Linked DNA regions of Sus scrofa: region 2 is linked to region 1. Evidence: chromatin contacts called from public Hi-C data. All regions are on one chromosome and are shown on one strand. Each heading gives the region's core, a stretch centred on a gene start, on an enhancer-like site or on the middle of the called end of the contact. The rest is flanking DNA. Distances are from core to core; before and after follow the strand shown.

Region 1 (5,003 bases), core at 1,022-3,521:
GTAAACATAGACTATTTGTGAATAAAATGAGGACGTATTTTTTTCTGTGAAAGTCAAGGAAGTCTTCATGGAGGAGATGATATGTAGGGTGGCACTTGAATGAGAAGTTCATGCAGGTTGTTGATTAAGAATGAGAGAGGCATAAGATGTCTATACAAGCAAACAGGAAAAATCACTTTACATAAATGTGTTGTGCTGTACACTTGTGCACATTTTAGCTTGCTAACAGCATTTTACTGAACTCCAAATAGAACTTTTTAAAAATAATACTAGTGGAGGCACTAGTGTAATGGAATGGAAAATCATCTGTGACGTTGGACTTTCTCTTGCCTTTTTTGGTCCCAGGAGTGAAAATGACATGTGTAAATCTTATAACTCTGTTTTTTAGGGAACAATTAAGTGCTGAATTCTAAGTAGAAGATCTCAGATTGTGCTTTTCAAGTACCTATAACTATGAGAGGTAACAGCTGTTACCAAAGAGGGCTTACACTGAGTTTGACAAGGCTATTTATATTGCCTTGGTAACTATCTTCACTGTCTGATCTTGCCTTTGCTTCTTGTATTTAAGATCGTAGAAAACCCGCCTTCCATAATTAGAGTTTACTTGGCTGTATTCACCACCCACTCTGGTGATTTTTTGGCAGCAGAGTTTGTACAAGTCTTAATTATAGAACCATAGAATTACAGACAACTCTTCAGTGTCCTAGCAGACAAATTTGCTCATGTCTAGGGATGTGAAAAAAAGACTCAGGATTTATATCTTGGGACTTCTGATTCACATTGCACTTAACATTAATTTTGGAGAAGATGGTTAGTCAAATCCATGTTTTTCAGTATATTTTTAGAATAAATGAAGCAGTGTGGCATGAAAAATCCTATAAGGTATGACTTGGGACATGAAATAACTAAACAATAACTTCCATAGATTATTTTTGGCAGGAAGAATTGTTGATAGGTTGTTGACAAAAAGTACTGTTTCCTCAATATTTTACCTATCTGCTTGGATTTTTAAATATTTTCTAAATTAAAGAGAATATTTTTTTCCCTTAAAATTGTTTGGCAAAGTGTTTTTAAAATTCTTAGACTCTCCAAAAAAAGAAATGAAGCTGCCCATGGGAACCTGGGCCCACCCTTTCATTTCTGAATTTAAAAATCATGTTTATATCTCCAGTTACAAAATCTTGCCAGTTCATCTCGGATCTCTCATCTGGGATCCTTTCATCAACACTGAGTTTGTTTCCTCTCGAGAAGCCTTAAAAAATAGTTTGGGCTGTAGTTTTTTGGCTAGGAGCATGACATTTCTCTAGCTGACCTCAAGCGTTTGAGTTGTGAATACTCTGTGGACAGGTCTGCCAAGACCATTTGGTTTCAAATCTTTATTACTGACCTAGAACTAAGCTGAGTGACTTTCGTGGGAAAGGGAAGAATGGAAATGTGATGGTCTCTGACTTCCTTTCCAGGCCATGTGTCAGTGAGGGAGGCCATGATCATCAGGAAAGTGTGGTAGGCTTTGTCTACAGCTAGAAATATGTATTGTATCTAATATTCTTGCTTTAAAAGGCAAAAGATCCTGCTTTAATCTGGAATTTATGTCATTCAAGCATCTTTGAGAACCATTGACCATAAACTACCAGCAGGTGGCAGTAAAGATTTTTGGGGTTTTTTGTTTTTTTCAAAACCAGTTTTTTAGTCTCTAGCAAAGATGGAGTTCAGTAGAAAACTTGAGATGTTTCCACAGTGCTCATGTCACTGGGCTAGAAAGTATTCTTCTTCAGCTTAGCAAGTATGCATTTGTGATTTTCTACCTTTCTGTTTTTATCTACTTTCTTCAGAATTGAACTGAGTCTGTCAGGCTCTGAAAGAAAGCTTGTGTATCACTGGTTTGAATAGATCTTTCTATCATTTATCATTTGTAGTTAAATTCAGGGGTATAACATTATTTTCATGATATTTATGTTGTTATAAGCTTTAAAAAGTGTGTTGTTATAGAAAATATGCTTATTGAAATGCCTCAGAGGTTTTGAGATAAGATCTGTATTTTCAGTATTGTTTATATTTTTTAAGTATGTAATTTTCTTCAGTGCCAAGTTAATGTTTCTCACTTATCTAAAAGAAAATGATTAAATGGCAAGAAATTGTGAGCCCATTATCTTCAAGTATGAAGTGAAAAACAGCAAACAAATTTTCATGGCATTGGGTGATATTTCTCAGAAAAACATCTAATTATATCTTTGGAATTTTTATCTTAGAATCACATTACCAACCCATGTGTGCCCTGATAAGGTTGGTAAACAACTAGGACAAAGGACAAGTTTGCAGTTCAGGGTTCTCAGTTCTGGGGTTCTGTCTGAAAAAGCAACTCTCCAAATCTTAAAAAAAAAAAAAAGAACAGAAATTTCTTCATAGAAAATATTATGATAAGACAACTGCATTTACTCTGATTAGTAAACTTAACCTGATGAAAATGTTTGGGGTTTTTTCCTCTTTGTTTGTTTGTTTGCATGGCTTAAACACATTTTCTGAAACTGAAGAGCAAAGTAGTCTAGAAAAAAAATGTATGTAAAAATATTATATGAAATGACACTGAATATCTGAGAATTTGAAATACTTAAATATGAATTTTCGGTGGCTGCTGGATGTGCAGAAGTTTTAGCTTTCATAGGCCTTCTCCTTAAGAAGGGACGAGGAAATTGCCTTAAAATTCAGAGGACTGTTCTCTGGAATTCAGCAAAAGTTGGACAGGCAGTGACTTGTCCAGTTTCCTCATTCTGTAATGTTTTGGGATGTCATTTTGCAATATCCGTTTGTTTCCCAGGTAAGATCCTGCTCAGATACTCCTGCCAATAAATTCTGCTTTAATCTGCAGTTTATATCATTTTAACTCTGAATATCTAGCATCACTGAGACTCAGAATTATTGGCTGCACGTGACTGAAGCCAGAAGCTGTGACCTCTTCAATGCTGATTACTTCTGGCTGCTCCAGGACCTGATTTCTCTCCTGGCAGATGGCACTGTTTTGTTGAGACTGTCAGCTCAAGAAAGTCATTCCGTGTGTAGGGACTAAAAACATATCTAATAGGCAAAGATATGTGGATTGAAGCAAAGTAAGATAGAAATCGTGAAATACTTATTAATCAGAACAGATTTTTCATTAGCTAGAAGTTTTGGTGAATTACTTCTTAAGTAGGGTATCCTTATTTCTGTTTTTGTTATTTAAGGAAAAATGAATTTAGGAAATTACATACAAGGATCAAAATTGGACCTTGCTTTGAAGGTTGGGAACTTGAGATGCACAAAGTGTCATAATTCAGTACATTTATGATTATATTTAGTGCAGATATAAATGGATTGGGAAAGTGTTTCCTAAGGTTGGATATAAGCATCTTGCTAAAATTCATTATGTCTGGTTGGGTTTCTGGGTCCTGCTTGTTGAAAGATTAGGTTAGCTCTATAATGGCCCAAGTAAGTACATTTCTGCTTGTCGTTGCTGCTACTACTGTTACTGTTGTTAATGTTATTACTAAACCCATAGTATTAACCTATTTTCTTTACTATAAAAATTTTGGTTGAAGAAATTTCATTAATTAAATTTTAACTTTCACTTAAAGTGTTGTTGCCTTTAAACCCCTCCTAAATATTTAGTTTTCCTTCCTAAAGGGAAAACTTCTGCTGTTCCTCTCTGGTTTTCTTTTTCCCCCCTGGGTTACAATGAAAAGATTCTCAGACAAGGTATGATTGGGAGGACAGAAGAGGCTTTTGTTTTGGTTTTTCTCATAGCATTTCACACTTGCAAAACTTATTAGTGTTGTATTTGGACATAAACCTTTAGAGAGAAAGTACAGCCAGCTCCCCCCCCAACCCCCACCCAATTCTTTCTTTCCTATGAAGAGCTTGTGAATGTCCCCATTTTAATATCATTGAGTACATAAGGCTTTTATTTTCAGTACAAAACAGTTTTGTGGTATTTAACTGTACCTTTTCTTCATGTAGAGATTGATGACACATGAATAAAGAGCATTCTGAACACAGGTATGAATAGACTTTTGAGTTAAACTTATTAAACTGTTTGACTATAATTTAGGTGTGCTCATTAATATGGCCAAAGTATTATCACATTCATGACTCTGAATGCCCACAGACCATCCACTAGTATAATTAAAATAAAAAAATTGAACAAACCCTACTTAACACCAAACCTGGATCATTATTATCTACAAACTCACCTGCTTACACCTGATCTACCATATGTACAGTGTTTAGCTCATGCAGTGGAAAATACCAGACAAGATATGCACACATGAATCTTGTAAATAATAGTCTGAAAATGAACCTTATGGTCAGAACTAGGTTGTATGCAGAAGGTCTGCTCCTCTCTGGTATACTAGGTCGTTCTGTGTAAGCTGGCAGCTTGAAAAGGCTCTATGGAGTGATTGGAATCTGACTTATTTGTTGAAAGATGGATGTGGCATATTCTAGGCAAGGACAAGAACAAGAATAAAGACCTGGAGGGTATAGAGACCCTGGGAGTTCCTTTGAGGTAGGGTCTGCACTTGAGCATAGAGAACTAGATAAGCTGACAGCAAGTGAGGTAGTTGTATATTGTCTGAGAAATGGTGGGAGTCACCGATGGAGTTAGTCTAGAAGGGCACAGTATGAAAGGATTGTTCCAAAGGGTTAATCTAGCAATTGGGAATCAAATTTAAAAAAATGGATTAAAACAGAAGAAAGGCTGGATTTTGGAAGATGAGAGGCAGGGTAGGCAGCTTTTACTGTCAGCTTGTGATGGGTTGTGATTGTGGACAGTGGTAGTGGCAGTGAGAATTCAAAGGAAGGAATAAAAACTAATAAAAAACACTGTTTTGGGCTATGAAAGTCTCACTATTTCACTTTTCTATTTAAATAAATACAACGGTCTCATTGTACATTTTATTTTACCTAATAGAGGTAATATAATACCTACTAAGCATTATATGAAGTTGGTACTAGTACTCTTCCTATTTTAC
Region 2 (5,003 bases), core at 1,724-4,223, 320 kb after region 1:
CATATTAGGCTACATTTCTCCCATTCTCACACAAAAGCAGGGCAGGAAAGCTGCCAAAATTCCTTTTAAGGCAAATATGTTGTCTGCCTTGATCAGGTGAGTTTACGACTCAGCCCAAGGCTTCATAAAAAACAACCCAAGCCAAAACTGGAGCATTTTTAGCTTAGCCCTTGCAGCATAGTGAGGATTTTTATGAGGTAAAGTCATAAATCTTATGTATGACCTATTATATTTCAAGTTAATAACATATCTAGACCTTTATTCCTCATCTGCAATTCTTTTTCTCTCAGTGCAATGAAGACCATCTAATTTTTAAGGCTGGTTAGTGCAACTAAAGCTTATTAAGACTGAGAAGGGTTTCATCAAAGTAAAACCTTACAAAAGGTTAGATTTCAAAGAGAGTAATAGCATTTTTATTTGCTACACAAAAATACTGTCAAGCTAACCTGAAGCTGCTTCTTAAATTCAATGTACTTAACAAATGGGCTATTTTAATAAATATAGTCCAAGTATTATATTTCAGTATAAGTAGTCACTTTCTATTTGTGCCCATATGATCCTAGGAATGTCCTTCTGCCCCCTTCCTCTCTACTCTGGTCATTTATTTCTATTTAGGGCAGAAATGGTCAAGACTTGGAGACGAAGAGAGGAAAAGAGGTCCTATTCTTTGAGAGGGAGAAGCAAAGGATGTTAAAAGCAGAAAAGGAAGAGCATCAAAAAGATCAAGAGTTGGAGAAAAAGGAAATGGAGAAAAGAGGGTAGAGTAAGAAAGATGGGACAGACCAGACGAGGGAGCAGACAGAATAAAATAGGTCTCACTTTGTCCTCTCTTCTCCAAAACTCTTGGTTGTCTTCTCATCAGAAATATATCCAAATTAGCTTAAGTGAAAAAGTAAATTAATAGGAAGGACACAACAGATGGAAAGCATAACCATAGACGGGACCGGCATCTACAACAACAAATTGACAGGCTCCAAGGAAAATTCTCTCCTTTCTTTTTTCTTTTTTTGTTTGCTTTCACTCTTTTTTTCTCCCTCATCTACTTTTTCTGCCTCACCTTCCTCACCCACAAAGCATAGTTCTCATCTCTTCTTCTCTCTGTGCGTGTTTCTCATTCTTTTTCTGTGTATGCTAGCCCGCCGCTTGCCCATTGCTTTGACAGGACTGGCTCCCTGTAGCTCCTGGAAATCTCTTCATTTCCAATAACCCGCAGGGGTTAATTGGTGCTTCTGTCTTCATTTGCAAACTCTTAAGTTAAAATATTTGGTTGACCTAACTTAGGTCAGGCGTCCACTCGTTCCATTAGGCTTCACCTAATTGCCAAAGTAACCACTCTTTTTGGATGTGTGGAGAAGAACCAGGTAGCAAAGAGGGCAGTCAACGTTAGCATATCTCTACACCCCCTGGTAACCCTATCCCAGGCTTTCAGCCAGTGTCCTTGGTCTCTTGCCCTCATCACAAGACTTCGACCTCTTAAAACAGTATTTCTCACAGTATTGTTCAGACCATTTTTCATCAAAGTGTGTTTATAAAAAAAGGAAAATGCAGGTACCCTTCCCTTATGCGTTAAATACACTTTGGGGACTGGCATGAAAAACCCACTGCTAATGACTAATAGAAAGCAGGCTCTGAGTTTCAAATAACCTATAGATGAATTAACTTCTGGAATAAATGTATTCCAGATAATAAATATAAAACACTAGTGATTAAAATATATATAGTTGGAGTTCCCATTGTGGCTCAGTGGGTTAAGAACCCAATATAGTGTCCATGAGGACTGGCCCCACTTGGTGGGTTAAGGATCTGGTGTTGCTGTGAGCTATAGTGTGGGTCGAAGATGTGGCTCAGATCCCATGTTGCTGTGGCTGTGGCGTAGGCTGGTGGCTGCAGCTCTAATCTGACCCCTGGCCCAGGAACTTCCATCTGCCACAAGTACAGCTGTAAAAAGAAAAAAATAATAAATTAAAATATAGGTATAGAATTTATAAGATTAAAATATATATATGCTTTAAACTTTCAGAAAGACAAGAGATGATACTGTAATGTGAAAATTAATATGCAGAATTTTTTTCTTTCTTTATTTGCCTTGCCATTTACTTTGTGCACCCACAACTGCTATAGGTCTATAAGGAACCTGGGAAATGTGCATTGGTTTAATAACATTTCTGCCTCTTCCCCACCCATCTTCATGGCTCTGTATGTTAAGTTTATTGTCTCTTCAACTTCAGTGCTACGTAGATACTCTTAACATCCCTATCTCATTACAACTATGCACTTTGGATCTTATCATCCAAAGCCACTATGCCCCTGTGAATGTCATCCACAGCCAAACTCGGGCTAATCCTCCTTACCAACAGATTTATCATTAACATCCATTCTTCCCCAACTAGATCCTCTCCCTCACTATTCTTAAGAGTTTGTGCTTCTCAACTTTAAATAGATATAACCCTGGGGATACACAATTTTAGATCAGGAGCCACAAGTTAATGGTGGTGTTTCTTACTGGAACATTAACTTAACTGAAGATTTAATAACTTATCTGGAAAGCAACCTACTTGTTATTTTTGACTTAAAACATGGATATGTTAAAGAGAAAGAGAAACAATTTACAGAAAATTTTAAGAAAAAGGTAAGCCTTCAAAAAATGTGTACTGTTTTCCAAGTTCCCAATCTCAGGCACATTATTAACTTGGTAATATGTTATGAGTTTATCTGGTCTTTGTGAAACACATGCTTTCAAGCTGTGAAAATACCAGCTTAAATGATGAGTAAGTATTAAAAGGCAAATCAGGTACAGCTGTCATCTCCCTTCTCTATCTAATTCTGACTGAGCCCCAAGGTTCTCTAGTGCTCAAGGGGCCAGATGGGAGCCAAAAGAAAGCAATTTCATTTTCAAGCAAGTGTATCTTTCAGCAGATCTTCAACAAAGTAAATATCCTCTGGAGCTGGTTTCATAATAAGTTCCTCTTATGAAGACTGGATCTAACCAGTTCATGGGAAATGTGCTTACAGACAGGGATTGCCCAATTGAATTCAGTAGACAAGAAAGTACATAGGGCAACAGAGGTCATGCCAATGAATGTACATCTTATGCACATATTTATGGCCATACTAATCCACCAAACAATGCCACATACTTACCTGGTAGAATTTAGATAATACCCTCTAAAAAAGCTTTAGGCATTCTTCATAAAAAACTTAAAAGTAAACAATGTTGTTTGTTCTTTTCCTGTTAGCAGAGTGAAACTTACTTCTGTGGGGTGGGGTCTGATCATATAGGCAGCTAGAGTTGACGGCTGCCCACACATTTTAATTTGAGGGGAGCCGTAAGGTTTGCCTCTTGGTAAATGTTTTTCCCCTTTGATTTCCCAGAACATGGCCTTCCCCAGATGCCTGGACTCTGTTCCCACCATTAGTCACCAATGAAATAGACTCTAGGTATAAGTGTTATCTCTATAAATTCATTGTGGAAATGTACACTTAATTGATCTGGGAGGGGTGTTGTTTTTTTTTCCCATTTATACAATAAAATACATTACTCATTGACATGGGTTAGTTTACCTTAATTAATTGTCAGCTTGGAAAACAAATACTAGGATTCTTACGACATATGACATAAAATAGTAAGTTCTTAATGAGAGTTGAGGTATGGGTTTCATGGGCTATTGCCCAGAATCAGAACTCCTGGTTGGAGCCCAGCAGAGGGCACCCTCGGAAACCAACACAAGGAGACTAGATGCATAGTAGTGGAGACAGATTTACTAAACCTAGACTTTTTGTCCTTTGCAATTTTTGCTGCGCCAGCCCTGATCACTACAAAGCAAACTGGACAACTTCAAGGTTAAATGGTCTTGAGTAGTATGGCCAGGAGGCAGCCGATTACTTCTGAATTCTGTAAAATGCTAAGATAACAGTCATCATCATCATCACTGCTGTGAGCGTATATAACCATTTCAATTGCCTCTGGTAGAATCAGTCATTTTCATTCCTCTGATAGGTGATATAAAGTTGCTGCCAGCCACAGAAAACACAAAGAAAGATAATTAGGAAGGCACAGAGGGAAGTCAGGACTGAAAGGCACAGTCGAGGGAAAATGTAAAAGGGTAGCTTAGATTACATCCTTGCTGATTGCTCCATCACGTAGATTGTTGGAAAGGCCATCAAATTCCTTTTCTCTCTGAGACTTGTTTGCACACATACCTGTGAGGTGTTTATAGAAATTGACAGATGAAGCCAGATTGGTTTTTCAAGAGCCAAAGGATACCTCATTCACACAGCATACTAAATTGTTTCTAGGGAAAAGTATGGAGCTCTTTACATTCGCAAAGATATTCCCCAAGTAGAATTGAGAGTGTGCTTTTGCACAATGCCAAGGAGTAGGAAACGAACTTGGAAAAATCATCAAAACAAAATTAATCCAAATCATTCCAATTGTGTGGAGCAAAACACGAGTATCCAGCATAACTTAATAGAGGCAATAACCACTTTCCTTGCTATGATCGTTTAAACAGTGATCCTATTTTGTGATATAAACAAATGTAAAAGCATTAAGCTTTGTGGAAAAAAGAGAATATAGGGATAATCAAGGTCTGGAACTGTCCCCATGAACGAACTTGTTACATCTTTTTTATCTATCTTATAAATTGCGAGTGCAGAGCCAAAGTGATTTGATTTGGCAAATGCTCCACCAATATTGATTTAATGAATAAACCCAATACATTCCCTAGAGTTGAGGCAGAACTTGGGATGATAGCCCAGTTAGATGTACTAAGCAAAAGTCTAGTCAGACTGTTAGAACTTGGTGCCCAGTATGTGTACTCAGAGACAACAGGTGTCAGTGGTATCCAGAAAGAAGTTCTGGAATATGCCAGTGGTCAGGTGGCAGGAGGCCAGAAACAAGAGATCTAGGAGAGATGGCACACAAATGTATATGTGTGTGGAAAAATAAGATCAGAATCATCTGTCAGCAGGAAGCAAACCCCAACACCAGGCTGATGTCAAGG

What was found. A called contact is a pair of places that touch in the nucleus more often than the background predicts.
Region 2: a contact with region 1 is called in a Hi-C map of fetal liver, with 1.7 times the contacts expected there. The contact joins two enhancer-like sites. A contact is called at or near these places in 2 of 47 Hi-C or Micro-C datasets (embryonic fibroblasts and fetal liver).

Annotation. Positions count from the first base shown.
Region 1 is chr2:97,998,165-98,003,167 of Sscrofa11.1, forward strand. The region is part of intron 84 of ADGRV1 (G-protein coupled receptor 98); the gene reads left to right. Among named protein-coding and RNA genes, the nearest start is that of LYSMD3, 300 kb to the left of the region's middle. Within about 2 kb of position 2,272, at least 11 of the 83 cell types and tissues checked have an H3K27ac peak or open chromatin away from gene starts, as enhancers often do. A contact at or near this core is called in fetal liver, where this site is marked.
Region 2 is chr2:98,321,793-98,326,795 of Sscrofa11.1, forward strand. No RefSeq gene overlaps it. Among named protein-coding and RNA genes, the nearest start is that of ARRDC3, 120 kb to the right of the region's middle. Within about 2 kb of position 2,974, at least 20 of the 83 cell types and tissues checked have an H3K27ac peak or open chromatin away from gene starts, as enhancers often do. A contact at or near this core is called in fetal liver, where this site is marked.